2 separate regions of the Zea mays genome follow, and region 2 is linked to region 1. A link is a contact called in public Hi-C data. All regions are on one chromosome and are shown on one strand. The core of a region is the stretch at or near the end of the contact, and the rest is flanking DNA. Distances in the headings are between cores, read along the strand shown.

What was found. A called contact is a pair of places that touch in the nucleus more often than the background predicts.
Region 2: a Hi-C map of leaf mesophyll shows a contact between it and region 1, with 2.4 times the contacts expected there. The contact joins the promoter of LOC100304421 here to the promoter of LOC100381849 in region 1. A contact is called at or near these places in 2 of 25 Hi-C or Micro-C datasets (leaf and leaf mesophyll).

Annotation. Positions count from the first base shown.
Region 1 is chr5:211,967,421-211,970,874 of Zm-B73-REFERENCE-NAM-5.0, reverse strand. LOC100381849 reads left to right here and starts at 1,663. Exons shown (of 15, transcript NM_001361546.1): 1 at 1,663-1,910; 2 at 2,321-2,416; 3 at 2,510-2,825; 4 at 2,914-3,013; 5 at 3,177-3,443. The coding sequence starts at 2,410.
Region 2 is chr5:212,215,183-212,218,636 of Zm-B73-REFERENCE-NAM-5.0, reverse strand. LOC100304421 reads right to left here and starts at 1,643. Exons shown (of 5, transcript NM_001165856.1): 1 at 1,508-1,643; 2 at 1-133. The coding sequence starts at 26. It overlaps LOC103627665 (a long non-coding RNA gene), which reads left to right and starts at 2,708. Exons shown (of 4, transcript XR_002262081.1): 1 at 2,708-2,838; 2 at 3,330-3,406.

The DNA.
Region 1 (3,454 bases), core at 414-2,913:
GCTCTTAAGGATATAGAGAAAGATAAGGCTCAAATTACCTGAGCGTATAATAAGAAAGTCAAAAGTAAGTTATTCTAAGTTAGAGATATATTGTAAAAAACTATACTACTTCAATGATTAACAAGTTTAGCAAGTGGACTAGGTGGCATGAACTTACTTGAAAGTCCTCACTTAGTCTGATCATATCAGAAAATGATAAGTCCTTTTTTGCCAAATAATAATCAGGTGACAAATTTGCTTGTTCGCGAAAGGTAGTACATAAACTGTTTCCTTTGTATTCGGGCATGTAACTATTACTTTCTATGTTTTCGGCTAATTATATCTTTATTGATCTTCTTTTAGGGTCACTTCTCTCTCATCATACATTATTATAAAAGAAAATATATCAGGTGGAATGATACAAATTGACACAATTGTTCAACTAAGGCATAAGAATGAAGATGAAAACCTTTTAGTGCTAGTTTGCGAACCCCATTTTCAAGGGAATTAATTTATTTTTCCGTAAAAAAATTAAAATCCCTCGAAAAATGGGTTTCCAAACTAGCCTTAAAAATATATTTTTAAAATAACCCTCTGTCTCTTATAGATGTTACTGTTTGTAAAATATTCTTTAATATTTAGTCTTACGTTTTGATTGTATAGTTCATTTGACTTTAATCTGTACCAGTTTCTACAATGTTTTGTCTCTATGGATTGCAGCTGCAGCAATACATACAACTGTCTTTAATCTGAAGCGAACAACCCCGGGATGACAATGAGCTCTAAATTTTACACTATAAAATTTAAGAATCGGATCGGATTAGAATCAAACCTTATTTCTATTCATTTTTGAACTAGAAATAATTTAGGCCTTAAAAATTATGAAGAAGCATTTGGATCGCGATCCATTACCACCCATATCCATAGCTATATTAACATTTATGGTTGAACTTAGTATATTCCCTATATAAATTGAGGTATCCGAATACGAGGGATGTTTGGTTTCTGAGGACTAATTTTTAGTCCATTTATTTTTTTCTAATGTAACCCTTAAATTGTCAAATATAAAAACTAAAACCGTTCTATATTTAATAATTAGAGACTAAAATAAAATAAAATAGAAAAACTAAAAATTAATCATAAAACCAAACAGACTAAGGGCATGTTTGGTTTGTAGCTAAATGTGTCACACTTTACCTAAGGTTAGTCGTCTAAATTGAGGGCATGTTTGGTTCACGGTTAACTGAGCCACACTTTGCCTAAGGCTAGTCGATCGAATTGAAGAACTAACCTTAGCCAGAAAAAATTAGATAAAATGTGGCAAGTTAGGCAGCAAACTAAACAGCCTCTGAATAACTAACCTTAGATAAAAAAGTTAAGCAAAATGTTGTAATTGAGGTAACGAACCAAACATGACTTAAAAGCCGAAGATCTCCGGAACAGAAGAATTTCTTAAGTGACACAGGGGTCCTATGCTCAGCGCCCTGCTGTTGGCCTTGCACGTGAGCGTCGGCGCGCCGCAGCCTGCCAAAGCAGTCACGCAACGCGGGCGCGCCCAGCGGTGGAGCCAGTCAATCGCGACGCGCGCACGACCTTCTGGGCTCTGGCGTACACGACACCGCGCGAAAAGCCGCTGACGCCGGGCCCGGAGCAAGAACTGGCAAAAAAGAGCGCCTAGTTACCGAGCACTAGCAGAGGCAAGGGCAAACTAGAGTATAGGGAGGAAGGAGTAGGCGGAAACGAAGCAAGGGAAGCGTAAGCGTTAGGAGACGAGGCGCCGAGGGAGGCAAGCCGATCACACCAAACGCTTCGTGCTGCTGCCCCGTCTCTTCTCATCGTGATCTCAGGGCAGTGGATCGATCTCACGTCGGAGGCGACCTTCTTAGGCGCGCCACCGCCATCCGAGCCGAGCCGCAGCGATCCAGATCCAGGTACCCCCTTTTGGACCGCCCCTGCCCCTCTATCCCTCGCCCCATCGGCGTCCGCGTGTCCTCGTCCCCTGAGACGCCACCGGCGTGGAGATGGAGTGACGATCCGATCAGATCCGATTGCTCGTTTTCTCCGAGAATCTCTCCCCCTTTTGTCGGTTGTGAGCTCTGAAAGTCGAATATGCCCTGTTTCCCTCCAATCCATCCAGTTGGCAGCTTGTTTGCCGCGTGGTGGAGTTCGTACTGATGTAGGTGATTTGGTCCAACTTTTCGATTTTATCTGTGTGTTCAACTGAGCCTCTTATAGCCCTCGTTTTATCCGCCCGCCGCTCTGGAATGGAATACACTCCGAATTTGATGCGAACACAAACTCTGTGAATTCTGACATGTATTTATGATCCGTTTAATGGCAGTGTTGGGGCTGCCTTGTGCACCGAATCAGTGATCGGGCAGCGTAATACAAAGAGGGAGCGCTTGGTCATCTGAGCTGGTTTTGTACAGAATGTCAGGTATAGCCAGGTGTTCGTTGTCGTTGCTTCAGTTTTAATGAGTCGGTCATGCAATGCAGCTAACGTTCTGGCGTCGGCCATGCTCTGTTGCAGAGGGTAATGTGGATAGCATCCAGATATCTGTTAGTAACGATGAGAGGAGGAATAGGGCAGATGCCGAGATCTCGGAGGACGAGCCAAGGCACACCAGGATGCGGTCACTGAAGAAGAAAGCCTTGCATGCATCGACAAGACTCACACACTCCCTGAAGAAGAGGGGGAAGAGAAAAGTGGACTGCAGAGTGCCAAGGATAGCTATAGAAGATGTCAGGGATGCTGAAGAAGAGCAAGCAGTGAACTCGTTTCGGGAGGTTTTGTTTGCTAGGGGCTTGCTACCAGTCAAGCATGATAATTACCACACGATGCTTAGGTTGAGATCTGACACCTGAGGAAATATGCTCATATTGTTATTTTCAGCTATATAATGCCAGTTGTTGATTTTCAGTTCTCTGCTGTAGATTTTTAAAAGCAAGGAAGTTCGATTTTGAAAAAGCAGCACAGATGTGGGCGGACATGCTGCAGTGGAGAAAGGAGTTCGGTACAGACACAATTTTTGAAGTAGGATGTTGTCTACTCTAAAAAGTTGATCTCAAAGTTATATGAAACTCTGCTGATATATAGATGTATTTACATGCACTCTATGGCTTCTAAGATTGTTCATCATATGATTCTGCAAAACTATGTCATGCATATTAACAGTAGCTTACTGTACTCGTTGAAGGATTTTGAATTTCATGAACTAGAGGAGGTCCTGCAATATTATCCTCATGGTTACCATGGGGTTGACAAGGAAGGAAGGCCTGTCTACATTGAGTTGCTTGGGAAAGTTGAACCCAACAAGCTTATACAAATCACAACAGTTGAGCGCTACATTAAGTATCATGTACAAGAGTTTGAGAGAGCTTTCCGGGAGAAATTCCCTGCATGCTCAATTTCTGCCAAAAGACATATAGATACTACAACGACGATATTGGATGTCCACGGTGTGGTATGTTCATT
Region 2 (3,454 bases), core at 394-2,893, 250 kb before region 1:
CCACAGAAATCACAGAGAGAAGCCATGATCCTGGACAGTATTTGAGAAATTCTACTGGCTGTTCAGAGCTAGTATCAAATCCACCTTCCAGTACCCTGCTCAGCAGCTGAATCCAGTGGAATCCTATGCGATACTGGCATATAGAAGTGAAACAGTCAGTAACAATACAGCAACAATCTTAGGATAACACAGAACCACTCCCTCACAGAAAACTTGAGATTCAGATATCCTTCCTAGATCTGCCGACCAGGGCATTATAGATAACAAAATAAGTTTCAAAATAGAAGTACAGACGTGTAATCTAAGGCAGACTTCTAACCAGAACGAACTGCAAATATTTTTCCTAAGAAACAGAACAAACTGTAATATGAGACTATACTTTTGCCAAAGCATATAATCGCTGTAAAGCATAGCCAGTAAGTTCAAAAGACCTTCGAATAGAGCGACAACAATTCATCTGATCTGGTACCACCAAAAGATAGAGTGAATAGTCAACTTGGAGCCAGAAACGCTTATTGCAATTGGCATCAATGCTTTGAAGAAGCCAAAGAGTCCTATCATGCCAGCTTAGCACAGCATATCAGCACATAGGCGTGAGAGACAAATAGGATGAAGTGCAGCCAAACTTTAGCGACCTCTAGTGCAAATGGCTCCCTGGTTATCATTTTAAGTGTCATGTTCATATTTTGGCATATCTAACCGACACTTTCCATGCACATGGCCGGTAATAGCTTGTACTAGCATAGCATAAGTTGTCACTTGCCAAACTTCCGTTAGAACAGATACAGGTCGTTAAGCACCACTAAGGCACTAACACTCACTTTTTTTCCTCTGACTAGTCGCTTGCACACATATGCCAGCTATGCGTGGAAGCCAACGGACTTGCGCCACTCAAAATATGCACGACATACTTCGCTCAAAAACAGCCAAGTTCACGCTGAAAAAGGATCTCTGTTCGACACCGATGAATAGTTGCGGCTAAGAACAGAAAAGAATACCACGTGCAAGCAAAGCGCGAATATACGATCACTATTCAAAAGCAACCTTAAAAAAACAGATAAAAAAACCTTTCCAGACGAACTGGCTGCAGATACAAGCAAAGCCACTGTGCTCCGGTGATTAGATGGGGGCAATCAAGACTTGAGCAACTGAGTCCGCCTGCTCAAGGGCAAAATCAAACAAACCAAGACCACTCACGTACGCTCTACGCAACACAGAATAAAAACGTGAAGTATCCGCAAAGAGGAGGAAAAAAATATACAGTTCAGACTTGTCAGTCCAAGACCAACACACACATACACGCCGAACTCCCTGGAACACCGGCGGACCAGACCAAGCAAGCGGACTCGAAATCGAACACTCAATCCCCGATCGACGAAGCAACAGAGTCCTCATCCAAATCCAAGCTACCCCTTCCAGGGACGGTACCGATTGTCCGAATCCAAGCAAGCTAGCATACAGAGAACGAACAGGTCCCGGTGAAGCAACAAGCAGAAAGAGCGCTCACCGTATCGCGGCGGAGCTGCTGCACGGAGCTCGGATCCAACCCGCGCGGCCAAGGCGCGGAACCACCCAAACGGCGGAGCAGCGGTGGGAGAGATCGACCGAGAAGCTTTCGCTGTTGCCGCACCGATGAAGGAAAGAACACAGCCTCCTTCTGCGAGAGGACTAGGAGGAGGTTTTGCCAGCACGTCGTCGAGCAGGGGTCGGGTCTCGGGGGGGGATAAGCGAGGCGTGGTGTGGTGGTGGTGGGAGGAGAATGCGATGGAACAGGTGGAGACAGGAGACGGGGGAGAGAGAGAAGAGGAGGCGAAGTGGAAGGGGATGAGGGCGGGCGGAAGAGGGGCCCACCCACCTCGTCGCCTATGTGGTGGGGCCGTGCGGGACCCTCGGAGAAAAAGGCCGCGCTGCCCTTTTTGCGCTTTCCAGGGGCAGGCCCGTCATTAAAGCCGCGCTGCACAGGATAAGGCAGACGGGCGACACATGCATGACAGGGGTGCTGGAATCTGGATAGACGTGAAAAAGGCAGCGATGCCGTATTTTTTTATTCTTCTTCCCCTTTTCCACCCCTGCAACTATTTTAGAACAAGAATATGAGTGAATATTGGAGCGGCATCGCAAGATGCTGAAACGGAGATGAGAATACTGCGGCATCGATTCAGTCAGCACTCAGGACAGGAGGCACCGCAGAAGATTCTTCCTATCCTAAAAACGAACTGTGGATAGCGTGGGACTCTCCAGGACGTCGCGTTCGTCAATCCCACCCAGCACTCTACAATTTCGCTTGCAAGTTACAAATCTGCCCCCCGACGAGCTATAGTATGCATGCAGGGCCAGGAGGAATCAACACGGGCGTGGAAACAAGAGGCCCTTTGTCCGGGCCCAGTGTAGCGACGGCGGAGGAGCCTTGCCTGGTCGTGTCACGGCGTTCCATCCGACGGCACCCAACCAAAGTCAACAGTTAGTACTGGACCAGTACCGGGCTACCGGCGGCAGCAACCACCAACTACATTACTACACCGAGCCTGAGCGGATCGTCGTACGGTCGTGGAGCCCCTTCGATCCCGTGAGCCGACAACGCACCGCTCACACGAGTGTTGATGTGAAACGGCAAAACAATGTGGGGGGTGGGGGTGGGGGTGGGGGTGGTGGCATGTCATGCATGCCGTGCGTGCCTCGTCTCGTCTCGGCGGGGGGATATGTTTGCGGTTTGCCGACGAGACGACGCCACGAATACCAGTCACCGACCTCTCTACGCTTTTTCTACGCCCGTGGCTGCTCGTGTTTTCCGTTAAGACGAAGGGGCAGCAGGCGCAGAAACGGCATGTGAGATCGCAGGTGTTTCTCCAACCCTGTCTGGCTTCTACTTCACTACAGCAAGTCTTTTTTTTTCCTCTAGCAAGTAGCAGCAAATCACTTCACCACCAAGTCTAGTAGTACCTTCACCTCCATGGCCCGCCGTGTTTCCCGTCGCGTTCAGCCAGCTGCCAGCCGGAGTGAATCGTAGCAGCGTGGACGCCGTGTCGTGCGAGGCAGGACTCCCATTCCATCCTGGGGGCGAAAAGGGCAGGAAGGCGGCAAGGCGCACACACGGTAGGATCAGAGCGGACGTGTGGTTTGCGACGTAGACCCCATCGATCGGAATCGGATAGCCCGACGAAGCTGCTGGCGCATCGGTGGCGAATCTAGACGAAAAATTTTATCGTTGTCAACTTCATCATAGGTTTCCTGTTTATGATCTTTTTTTACTCCTATTGTCTGCTTGACGTTGAAGTCTAAAAACTGTATGTCATATTGTTAACTCTTCTTCTTTTTTTTTTCTTCTGCAGGTCATTTGACAGAGATTCCAGCATGCGGAAGATGGGGATCATTTCACCGCTGCAAGCTCTGTGAAACAAGCACTTGAGTATCCTAATCATTTACGTATTTTTTACTATAGAAAAAAATAGAACTT